2 separate regions of the Drosophila melanogaster genome follow, and region 2 is linked to region 1. The links are chromatin contacts, called in public Hi-C maps. All regions are on one chromosome and are shown on one strand. The core of a region is the stretch at or near the end of the contact, and the rest is flanking DNA. Distances in the headings are between cores, read along the strand shown. Region 1 holds the start of Ppn (Papilin). Region 2 holds the start of lncRNA:CR46110 (long non-coding RNA:CR46110).

The links. Hi-C and Micro-C count contacts between places; a contact is called where the count stands out from the background.
Region 2: a Hi-C map of the S2 cell line shows a contact between it and region 1, with 3 times the contacts expected there. A contact is called at or near these places in 3 of 107 Hi-C or Micro-C datasets (the S2 cell line and wing imaginal disc).

The regions. Positions count from the first base shown.
Region 1 is chr3R:28,536,506-28,542,840 of dm6, forward strand. Ppn (Papilin) reads right to left here and starts at 3,819. Exons shown (of 18, transcript NM_176575.3): 1 at 3,414-3,819. The coding sequence starts at 3,436. mIF2 (mitochondrial translation initiation factor 2) reads right to left here. Exons shown (of 5, transcript NM_143364.3): 5 at 5,769-6,335. The coding sequence ends at 5,841.
Region 2 is chr3R:29,771,183-29,776,952 of dm6, forward strand. lncRNA:CR46110 (long non-coding RNA:CR46110) reads right to left here and starts at 3,869. Exons shown (of 1, transcript NR_133481.1): 1 at 3,142-3,869. The region is part of intron 1 of kay (kayak); the gene reads left to right.

The DNA of each region.
Region 1 (6,335 bases), core at 2,569-5,068:
CGCTCCAGTACTTGTCAGTGGGTTCCTTGCGTCTTGCAGATTCCTCCGATGTATTTGCTAAACAGCCGGACCATCGGAAGTGGTAAAAGGGCTGCGTCCCTGACCCTCAGAAAGGGCTGATAGTCGGGTCTGCATTTCGCTTCATTTGCTGTCATCAAGATGCGCATCACGTTTCCCAAGAACACCCAGCAAACCGATCGTCGCCTGTCGTCCGCCAAAACATTTTTATGGGTTTTTATATATTCCCCCTTTTTTTGCGCTCTTTTTTGGTTTTTGGCTTTTGCCTGGCGGCGAATATATTTCACTTGTTGATGCTGATGCTGTCCCTACTTTTCTGGTTTTCTGGTTCTTCAGACAGACAGAACTTTTTAGGCACATTTTACTGCATGTGACGCATCGTTTGCCGGTTGCCGGTTGCCTCCTGGTTGGATCTGCACAATTTTTGGATATTTTTGCAGTCATGCCATGGTTGGCTGCTCCGTTTTTATTCTGCTGTCTGTATATAGTATTTTGTATCTTGTTCTGCCAGTGTGCAATTTCTGCGGCGGCATATTTTGGGGCATCCTTTTTATCTTCCGCGTTGCCAGGGAGCGACGACCTCATCCGATCGATCCGATTGTGTGTGTCCATACACTCCACTCATGTGTGCGTGTGTCTGTGGCAGGGCAAACATTAACAATGGCTCTTAAGCTATTTGCCACTCACACACTTGATTCGGATGGAGGAGTTGAAATAATTTAACGCCACCCAGTCGGCAGTCTTTGCTTAATTAAGCATAAGACATTAAGTCATGGGAAAGCGATGTGCAGATCGGTCGCGAAACCATTAACCATGCCATTGGGGGTCCATCCCATCCATACCCCATCCAGAGCAGATGTGGCAAATGCAGCGTGCAACATCGCCGCCATGAACTTGGGAGGCCAGTGAGGCGTGGAATAGGCATGAACTGATCCACAGGATTGCAGCAAGTTGCAAGTGCAACAACAAGGGGGGCATTTGTTGAACATAATTTGCAGCTCATTTGCCGCATCATTCGATATTCTGAAGAAATCCATACCCACATGCCATATCCGGGCGTGGATTTTGCACACTTTCGTGGCAGAGAAGCAGCCACTTTGCTAGATCAACATTTGGGTTTCTGATTTATTTATAGCCATTAAGGATCAATTATGCAATTTGAGTGTTTACTCTCGACTCGAAACTCGTGTGTGCATGATGATATTCCGAGTTTCAAGGCAACTGGCTCTGCGTTTTTCATTTCAAAAGCATATATTTTGGAAATTCACTGTTTATAGTTGCGGCTCTCGCACAGATCACACTCAATAAACAATTCGGCCCAGCAACTATGTGTGGGCAATTGGATTGGGTACGTGTTTTTCTTGTTGCATCCATTTTCCTGCTGCCCATCGGAATTTAGTGTTTTCCGCGGAATATTATACTTAAAACATAACAAACATTGCCTACGCTGGGTAAACTATATATCAGCATAGGTAGAGTCTTAAATTTAGATTGGGAATTTTCATTGAGTACACAAGATCTGAGCATCCTAATTTCCACAGAAAGACGAATAGGTATGTTGGAATTTTTCGTCTCTTCTGAAGAGACTCTTCAAGAGAATCTCCAACAGCGTCAACTAGAGTCAAGTTCAAAGACGTCACGAGCCACAGATTTTAGCTTAATGTAATGTATATTTTGGCCACTTAATGGCCACACACAGGCGAGATACAACCTACAAGATACTCGGTTACTGATTTACCGAGTGCGTTAAAACGTTTAGTTTGTGCCATTAAACTACAGACATAATGATGGTCTTAGGTATGTTGACCCGTTTGGGGGCTTGGATTTTGCGTTCGGGCTAGCCAAGTGATCAGGTACCCTACTCGAGAAGATTTTCAAGCAATGTATTTTCAAGAACTTTTCCATTAATTCAACTAAAAAACATTGGGAAATTGAGGCAGGAAAAACTATGATATGATTTCCTGTGAATTGTGATTAGCCACACACATGTCCCCAAACTCTGGCCAGCATGGGTCATGTGGTGGCCACATTTTCATTCCGAAATCTATAGTTTTTCCCATTTTCCCGCCGTTGACAGAGAGATAGAGATTTTTTGCTTTCAAGTGGCTAACGCACAGTTTTCGCGAAAAACTCTAAAGAACTTGACGAATGGATGCGCTAACTGCCAGTTGGCCGGGGAACAAGTTTCTGGGCTTTTATGTGACGGTGTCGGACTTTATGACTCTGGCCAAAAATAAAACGCACGCAACGCTTGTGGTCAGCGAAGAACCGCCTCGGGTGGAGATTATGGCCAAGATAGGGATGTCCAGCATGTGCGTGAGATCGCCGGACTCATGGCTGCCATGGAGTCAACTTTGAACCGACCTCCGGGCTGCTCCGAAAGTATATGCTGGCCTGTCCGAGCATCTCACCTTGTTCTCCCTACCTTTTTGTGGGCAGGGAAGAGGGCACTTCAAAGCACACGCACTTCACCTACGAACGCAACTCTTTGGGATAAATATTTACATTTCCATTTGAAAATTTGATTTGATTTCTTCGTTTCTTTTTCCAGGGAAGGGGTTCGAATCGCACACACATTTCGGTGAAGAAACAGAAAGACCTGTCGATGAGTTGCAGGTGAGGTAATGGCATAATTTCTGGGCCAGTGGGTGGAGAACCACCGATCTGGCTGTTTGAAGTAAGATCGTGATGCCGGAAATTGAGATGTTAAAAGCGAAATTGATTGTGGTTGGAATTGGAATCGGCCCTGTCCGACCAAATTAGCTGGACTATATGTTGTTTAGTTGTTTTAATTTAATTTAGAATTCCTTGAAAAGGATACGCATTTCCCCCATGAAGGCCATAATTTTTAATACAACTTCCAGAGCTTAATTGCTAATGGAAACATTTTTGCCAGGACGCAGGACCAAGGACAAACGGCAATCAGGACTCACACAAATACAAACTAAAGCACATTAGGGGCGGGTTGGGAAAACGCTTTGAAAAATGTTGCAATTTTCATTAACAAACTTCAATTAAGTTGGCAATGTAATTTGGCATGCAAACAAAATGCTGGCCAGGATAATGGCAGTCGCGCGCAGTGTCAACATCGAGGAACAGGAGCAGAAACAGGAGCACCGCCTGTTGCACAGCGAGCACGTAGCCAGGATACGCCCACATCCACGGCTACATCCACATCAACATTCGCACATGTGAAAGGACAACTGGAAGGCAGGATGAGAACTCAGGCGAGGGAGAGACCCGTGTCAAGTGTTTGCCCATGTAGTTCAAACGGAATTAAAATTCCAATTGACACAGTAATTTGCTAGCAACACAAAGGGAATCAATTTCAGGGATTGCAGTGCCGCATCCGTCGCGTTTGAATGGATATGGATACATGTTTGTCGGATGCTTACCACAACCGCCTCGATAAATCCATTTTGTGGCTCCTTGCTGGCAGGACAGCACAATAAGCGTCGCCTCACTTTTCGCGTTTCTCACCCACTCGAATATATATATATATATATATATATATATATATATATATCTATTTATTTTGTATCGTTCTGTGTCGTTCCTTGTCCCCGCAGAGTGGCTAGCACTTGAGTGGAGCACCACTTGAGTTTTAATTATCTGGCACAGAGTTGTCACTTGAAATCAGAATCCACTCGGCACTTTGCGCCTGCTCATTGCCGCAGGATATATTAGGTCGAACGATCGCGCACTATCCTAAGAGTCAAAGTCGGAGTCGAAGTCGAAGTCGAAGTATCCGCCTCGATTCGGCACACATCCGCAGGGTTTGACGGCACGCCAGCAACTGATCGAGTCGCTCGCATGCGATCGCTCTAATTCTGTGCCACACAAAAGCCGCAGCAGAGCAAAAGCAAAAGCAGCAAAGCAAAAGCAGCAGAGTAAGAGCAGAGCAGCGGATCGGAAGCAGCAGCCCGATAATCGTGGCACCCAAGCTATATACAATAGCTGTAGCCATAGTCATAGCTTCTGTTCCGCAGCGATAGCGCCACAAAGGACGGCTTCCGCCCCTTCTAATCTCGCGCTCCCAAATTGAAGGGGTCTCTTGATGAGCCTACATGGCCCAGCACCCACCCAATCTTGTCGCTATGGCTTCTTGGGGTATATATAAATCTACTTAGTTTATGCGCGCTGCATTAGTGATCCTTTGCCAACCGGCCCCCACTAGAGACTAAAGTCGACTCGAGTTCGTTTTTTTTTTTTTTGCAGTCTTTGTAACAACTGGTTCCCCGGCGACTCTCGCTGATCTTTATGCATTGCACGTGTGTGAGGAGCGATGCGATGCGATACGATGCGATACGATACGTTCCGAAGTTGGCAAGTGATTTACTGACCCTGCCCTCCACCACCACATGCAGCACTCGCGTTGCTCTTGCCGTGCCTGTCGAGATCAAGCGGCGGTACTAATGAGCCGCCCCTGCCAACACATGTCGACATCCTTTGGCCAGTGATCCTGACTCGTCATAACCCCGAATGCATCTCAATTTCTCTCTAATTGCTACTGGCAAACACATGTGCGATGTGTTTACTCTGATTTGCTCGCCCATTTCACAGACAAATTTAGGCATCCGTTCTGGTGTGGGATAAATTGCAGTCTGGCATTGCAAGAGCGTCATTGATGCAGCATATTAGTTATTCGCAGCATCGATTTCACGAAATTTGATAAGTTCATTCATGAAATTCGCCAGTCTAGAAAAACTCGGAGCCTGAGCGCTAATTTCCGCATTCCGCTTAACTCGGGGTTCTATATATAGTTTATATCCAGCACTCAAATCTCAACCGAAATGTTGATATGTGTGAGAGCTCTACTATAATTATATAGAAATTCAAAAATCATCAAACTTTCATGTAAATGCTACAAAAAACAAATTTTTAACAAAATTTGGTTGACAATTTATCGGGATTGCTTTGAAAAAAACTAAGAACTTTAGCATGGTAACAGCCAAATGGGATAAGGATTTTGAGTTTTACAAGTACATCATCGCACGCACTATCAAAATATTATTTTGATAGTTCCAAGCTTTTTTTTTTTTGGATCTTGGCAGGAAGCTTCTACTTACAAATATGAGTGGTTCAAATACAACGATATTATCTCAACCGCAATTCATATTTCCGCCAAAAATAGTTCGTGCTCGCTGATTTACAATTTTATGCCGAAAAACCGAATAATGTGTGTGCGGTTATAAAAGTCCTTGAGCATAATTATATAAGACTGATGTTACAGTTATTTTTACCCACCGCCTTATCAGCACTCGGCCAGGGAAAGTCGCCTCCAGTTAGCTAATAAGTCGCAGAAATAAATTATCCACATTTCAAGGCGAACCAGCGACTGGCGATACAGGGAACGCGCTTGATATTATAGAAATTCGCAAATATATATGCTGAGAGGCGCGGACTTGATATAAAAAGCATCCATTCATGAATATAGGACCAAGTTCTAATTGGCTCCGCGGCGGAAGCCTGCTATCTCCACCAGTCGATATGGGGCTACGGACACCGCCTTGGTTTGGGTGAACTCCAATTAGCATGGCGATGACCCATTTAGTACAGCTTCCGTCTATGGGACAGGGGCGCTTCTCCCGCTGTCGCTCTCGATGCTAGAACGTCTCCCTTATCATCGGTCAGTTCCGCTGCCACTCTATATCGGTATCCTAAACGCCTAAGTATGTGGGTGAAGGGTGGTAGCAACGGCCACAGCGGCAGCAGTGGGATCAACAGGAAGTCGGATAGTGGATTGTTTTATATAAACAGTATATAATAGAGAACTATAGATTACAAGGCGATAACAAGGCAGATTTGGCAGCGCGTACAAACTAGAAACCTGGATCCCAGTCCGTTTGCTGGGCCTCCATTTTGGTGGTGTAGCACTGCAGTATATCGCCGGCCTGGGGCAGCACCTTGGTGTCTCTGAAGCGTAGTCCGCACTCCACGTCCTTCTTGATAGTATCCACTTCGTTCTTCAGATGTCGCATTGACTCCAGGGGGCCATCGTAGACAACCTCTCCATCACGCAAGAGGCGGAACTTTTGGGCCTTTTTCAGCACTCCCTTCGTGCAACGACAGCCCGCCACGGGAACTTCCTTGCGACCCTCATTGATGAGGAAGTTTTGCAGGACATTGGCCTCGCCCAGAACCTCCTCTACTTCCACTGGAGGCAACTTACTGCTGAGTTGCTCCTTCAGATCGTCGATTAGCCGGTAGATGATGTTGTAGCTTCGTATGTTCACTTCTTTGGCAGCCTTCAGCTGGGGAGTCTCCACTGCGAAGGCATAGATAATGGCATGGAAAGCCTTGGCCAGCTCGAGATC
Region 2 (5,770 bases), core at 2,619-5,118, 1.2 Mb after region 1:
TCACCTAATGGGCCTCGCATCGGACTCGGAATCGAAAACTGAATGGGTATGGAAATGGAAACGGATATTAATGCGTGTGCAGTGCATTTCTTCGGGCAGGCTAATAGACACATTTAGCATTTAGCACGCGCCCAAATGCATCGGCAAATGTCGACACTGGGAGAAAATGTGGCAAAGAGATTGAAGTGGGAAGACATTTCCTAGCTTGAAATATAATCATAACAACCACAAAAGAAGCAACAGTTTTTTAATTTCACCATATTTTGAAACATCAAAAAGAATATCTAAAAAGAATATGATAATATTGAAGCACCGATTTCTCCGGATTTTTGTAACTTTAGATGCTTGTTTTTTTCGACCTATGGCACTTGCATTGGGCGCCAATTGGCGTTGGAATCGAAAATGGAAGGGAAATAAACACAGGTAAGCTGTCCGCGTATCTCAGCCCCTGAAAGTCTCTGAATATCAGTGGATTGCGATTGCGGGCGGCCCACAACAGTTTCTCAGTTTCTCCAGATGCCGCTGTGTTGGTATTTATGCCCATGTATCCGTGGGTAAAAACCCCGATGAGTCATCGCCGTCATCCATTTCAGAGTGGCGATGCGTGCCGCGCCACTTTGGCATACATAACACACAAATCGGATTCAAAAGCAACAAAATCCAACATGTGCCCGCTCTCTTGAGTGTTTGCTTTTTGGTTGGGGAGGGAGGAGGGGAGATATGTATCGAGAGAGAATGGAGAAACCAAAACAAAAACGTATCTTCAAGTGGAAAATGTCAACAAACGAGCTGCGCGCCAAATTGCCACTTTGAGTGCATACACATTGAGTTGAGTGGAAAGTGAATCGCACTCGAAATCGAGCCACTATCTATCGGAATTAAAAATCGCATGCGATAACCGCACGACAGCCAATTTGTATCTGTATCTGTGAGATTGTTGCCTCTCTCGCGCTCTCTCATTGGCTCTCCCCCTTTTGCCGCATCATTCTGACAGTTATTGTGTGGTCTCCGCTTCACACCCACATTCGCCAGGGCCGCGAGAATCATGCGGAGCATACGAAAATCGCTCAGCTGGGATTTTCCATGTGGTTTTGTGCGGTTTTATGGACTTTTCGGACTACCGATTGTTTTTCATTGCTTTTGCGCTGGTCAAGGAGATATTTTGGGATGTGTGAAATTCCGTGACGGCTAACGGAAGTGTGGAATTACTTAAAAAGTCAAGGTGCAAATTGGCATTATTAAAACGAAATTAAGTCAAGGGAGTTGCATGTGAAATGAATTCAATGAAGCAGGAAGTTAACATATCTAAGGAATAACAAAAAAATGTAATAAAATAAAAGATTGGATAAAAGCTTAAATTAAGACAATAACATATAATCAATTAGTATTATTAGATAAAAGTGGGCAAAATATTGAAAATCTTTTAATCCATACCTTTCAACAACTTATCAATGATACTATTCTAGTTATAAAGAGTAAGACTTTAAATATCTCTGGCAACTGGTTCCGATTATTTCAATATCTTCTGCATCCCTGGCATCTACGCAACTTGAATTTCCAGGCTTGCCGCTTGTGTGCGTGTATCTGTGTGGGCCGCTCGCAGCTCGCGAGCGTGTGTGTGCGTGTGTATGCGAGGCAATGGCCAAGACGTCACCCGTCTGTTCGCTGCAGTGGGAAAGAGAGAGGAGTGGATAGCGGGAGAGACAGAGGCAGAGGCAGCGGAATGGAGCGAGCGGTCGGTCTTTGCCGTCGCCAGTTGCCAGTTGTTCAGTTATTTTTCGCTTTTTGTTAAGGCAACTTATTGAAACGCGACTGCAGCAAACGGCAGCGGAAAGCCACGCGGCCGTCTCCCTCTCACTCTCGTTCTCGCTCGCGCCACTCTCTCTGTCTCTCTCTCTCACCCCCGTTAATCGGCCGCAGTCCATCAGTGCCACCCAACCTCCCCCGCCCCTACGCCCCACGCCCACTAGTGCTCTCCCGCTCGCGCGCGCCGCGAGCCACGTTGGTTGGAGCGAGACAAAGATTCCCCGCCCCCCAAAGGAAATCCAGCCAACTTGTTGTTGTTACACTTGATTGTTTAACACTTTCACAAGTGCAAAGCCAGAACATTCCCAACAAACCGTCAAAAAACTGTGTGATATCTGCAATACAGCAACGCTTTTTTCCCGCAGAGCGGTAGAAATCCGTGGATAATTACGAAATATTCAACCTAAAGTCGTTCAAAGTTCGATAAACAACGGTGTGTGGAGCGGGGCGTGGTTCGCCCGACTTTAATCTACAGAATTGACTGGAAAAGGCCAAAAAGGCGAAAAGAGAGTGTGTGTGTGTGTGCTCGTGTGCTGGTGTTTGATTGTGTGTGTGAGTGCCAGCTGCACATGTAAGTTTTGTTTATAATCGCCAACTGGAGAGCAGCAACAATGAAAGTCAAAGTGGAGCGCACAACGAAAAAGCCCGCCATCAGAAAGCCCGAGGATCCAGATCCGGCGGAAGAGGACAGGGTCAAGATGGTGCAGGATGACCCAGAGGACCAGGAGAACCAGGCGGTGGATGAGGAGGAGCTGGACTTTCTGCCCGCCGATCTAAGCGCTGCGATATCGACGGCGACAACGAAAATAGCAACACCGACGCGCAATCTTATCGTAAGTGCGATACTCTATTTGTGTACCCTACATACGCGGGAGTATTATCAGTCGGAGAACGGGTTGACTTTACAACTGTTACTTTCTTATAGGTCACATGCACCTTGGTAGCTCGGTCATATGCTAAAAGAATCTAAAGAAACTTGACCAATAAGCCCAAAATTATTGTGCTACCAATAGCGAATGGTTGCCTTGAAATTCCCTTGCAGATAGTTGAATCTAGAAAATAAGATGATTATTCACTTATGAATTCGCACACTGAAAGGGTATTCGCGCTTCGTTGCCATCTGGTTTTATTGCTATTCACTCGGATTAATAAAGAGGAAGTGGGATAGAAGAGGATAGGTACGGTCGGGCGGTACAAACTGGTACTGCATAGAACGCAATAATTCCGTACTCCCCCCGGTTTTGGATATGAATCTCAACATATCTCACAGAAAGCGTCTGAATGCTAAGGCTGACTTTGTCTGTGAGGCGAAAACATATAGAAAACGGCACACATACGGGTCTGGAAACTTGTTTAAAAAATATATTGAACTTTTTGTTTTTTGTTGTTGCCTTGTATACTCGTCTGCCTTTTTTTTTATTATGATTATTCGCCGAATTGTGTGGTGCGCATTTTGTTGTAGCTTTCCATTGTTATTGTTGCCGCTGTCTCGTTTTGGTTTTTATTTCGTATTTACTTTGTCGACATCTTTGGAATTTCAATTTACACTTTTGTTGTTGTTTCGCGCTGTCACTGTGCCGCTCTCTCACGCGCACAAGGCAGTTAAATGGCAGAGAGAGAGAGAGAGAGAGAGAGCCAGAGAGCGCGAGCAGCTCACACAGATACTTTTATCGCATGCGAGAGAGGCAGACGTGAGTGGGAGAGCGCGACGAGTGCGAGTGAGTGGCTTATTGTGCATTCCCTCGTTGCACTTGATTCGTAGTCGCAGCCAAGGTTGCCCTCTTTGCATTTGTTTTTCTATTGTTCCACTATCTCTCTGTTTCTATTTCGTTTGGTTTTCGGACATTCCCCTCACCATCCATCGCCATCCCCTGTGTATCTTGTATCTGTCAGATATTTGCACCCTGCATCTGTTTCTTTTTTTGTGGCGTAGGTGCGGTCTTTATTGCTGCTTGATTCTCGTTCGCAACACGTGCATCGCCAATTTCATATTGCTGCACTGTGGCCAATAAGCCAAGAAACCGCTCGGAGGTCAAGGCTTTCGCTTCCGTTTCTAATTGGATTCCACTTGGGACTGCGGCAAGCTATGAAATACTGGATAGCATATCTATCTGAAATTTGTATTTGCCGCATTTTGGTGTGATTTTAAATTTAACTTTGACGAAGCTTATTGATTTTCAAAGATATGTTTTTAAATGTCTATGCTAACTGTCTATATCCTTAGGTGGACATATATATTTTTTATTTTATTAGCAATAATGACTGCCACTTTCGGCTGCCTTTAGAATTCAAAGGGAAATCTTGAATGCGAAAATAGACTTGTCTTCTGTTCGGCACGCAAATCCCCCGGCTAATACCAGACTTGACAAGCGAAATATATATATGTACATATATATCTTTCCACCCCGATTTCCCATTCGGCTGACATTCGAAATTATGCTGCAGTTGATTTTGCCATAGAATTAAATCCAATGCCAAGGTCAAGTGGCACTCAGATGCTGCGGCTCACCCCCGTTCTTCCCCCCCCGAATACCTCGAATCCCCCCTCGAATCTCGCTGGTATTCCACTTAGAATGTCAAGCGACTCACGCGTCGAAATGTTTGAGATGCAATGTTGGGTATGGTGATAGGATGGGGATATGGCGATCGGGATGGTGGGCTTGGGGTTGTATTTTGCGATTATATGTATACTGAATATGGTGCTGTGCACTTGAACAACTCAAATTGCCTTTTTCGCATTGCGCTGCATAAAACATGCAGCGTGCTACATAAATATTCCATGCATTAAAAGCAAACGCATTAAAAGTCACGAGCAAATCGGCTAACGAGCAGCGAACTCTCCTCGGAGATAACCTTTTTACGGATTTTTATGTTTGCACACTCGGGGTCAAGAGAATAGGGTTTAATTAATTGCAAAACACAAGCTGGAGATCACATGAGATCACTATAGGTATAGGATAGGATTAATCCTAGAGATTGTGTTATTAGGTGATCACAACCACTTTCTGCCAATAATAATTGCCTACATTTATATTTGATTCGTTTTAGTATTGATTTAAAAAAAAAGCCCTTTCGTTGCGACACCAACTGTACAGAACAGAACCGCAGATTCGTTTTTTTTAGCGCTTTATAATCACGATCGGATATCCAGCAGAAATTGCCAATTTAATGTGCGCATCAACTAAAAATAAATAAATATAAAATTGCCAATGCTTCGGCCGCCGCCTTTGTTGCCATCGACATCAGCGTGCTCACTTAGCCAGCAAATAAATAAATAAATGCACACACATCACAACAAAACACAACAAAATAAACAATTAATTATTGTTGTTCTTGTCTTGTTGTAATTTCGTCTTCGGTTCCTACGTTTTTTATGGCGAATCTTTTACGACATTTCGCCTTTGCTGTCCTCGCACTCGTTTTCTCATTTCTTATATCTTATTTGCTTTTATTATTATGGCTTTCGATTGTTCCAGGAAAATTTCCGGGGATTTCGAAAATTCAACCGCGTTGCTTCACGCACGTTCATAGATTAAAATCCATATAAATAGATTGTGTAGATAGCAGAATGCACTTGTTACCCAAAAGCGATTTCTTTGATTAATTTGTGGGTTTCGGGGGAAATGTGCAATGTGCACCTTGCCAGAATTGATAAGAAAAAAGGTAAATATAACTCTTAGTGCCCAGTGAAAACTGGGAAATGATCAATTGGTTTTACTTATCAACTTTATGTGTTAGCTTTCCTTCTTCGAAATAATAACAATTTTATTTAAAATAATATAGCTTACGAATGCTAGCTAACTCCAGCTGTAAGAATAGAAACTTTATAACAAGATTATTTATAGGATGAGCTGGCCATTTTTTATCAGATCTTTACTAAGACGGCTTAGCTTATCTCTGGATCTGTGTTCTTTCGCTAGATTTGCTATTTCAATTAGTTAAAATCATCGGTATGAAAGATACT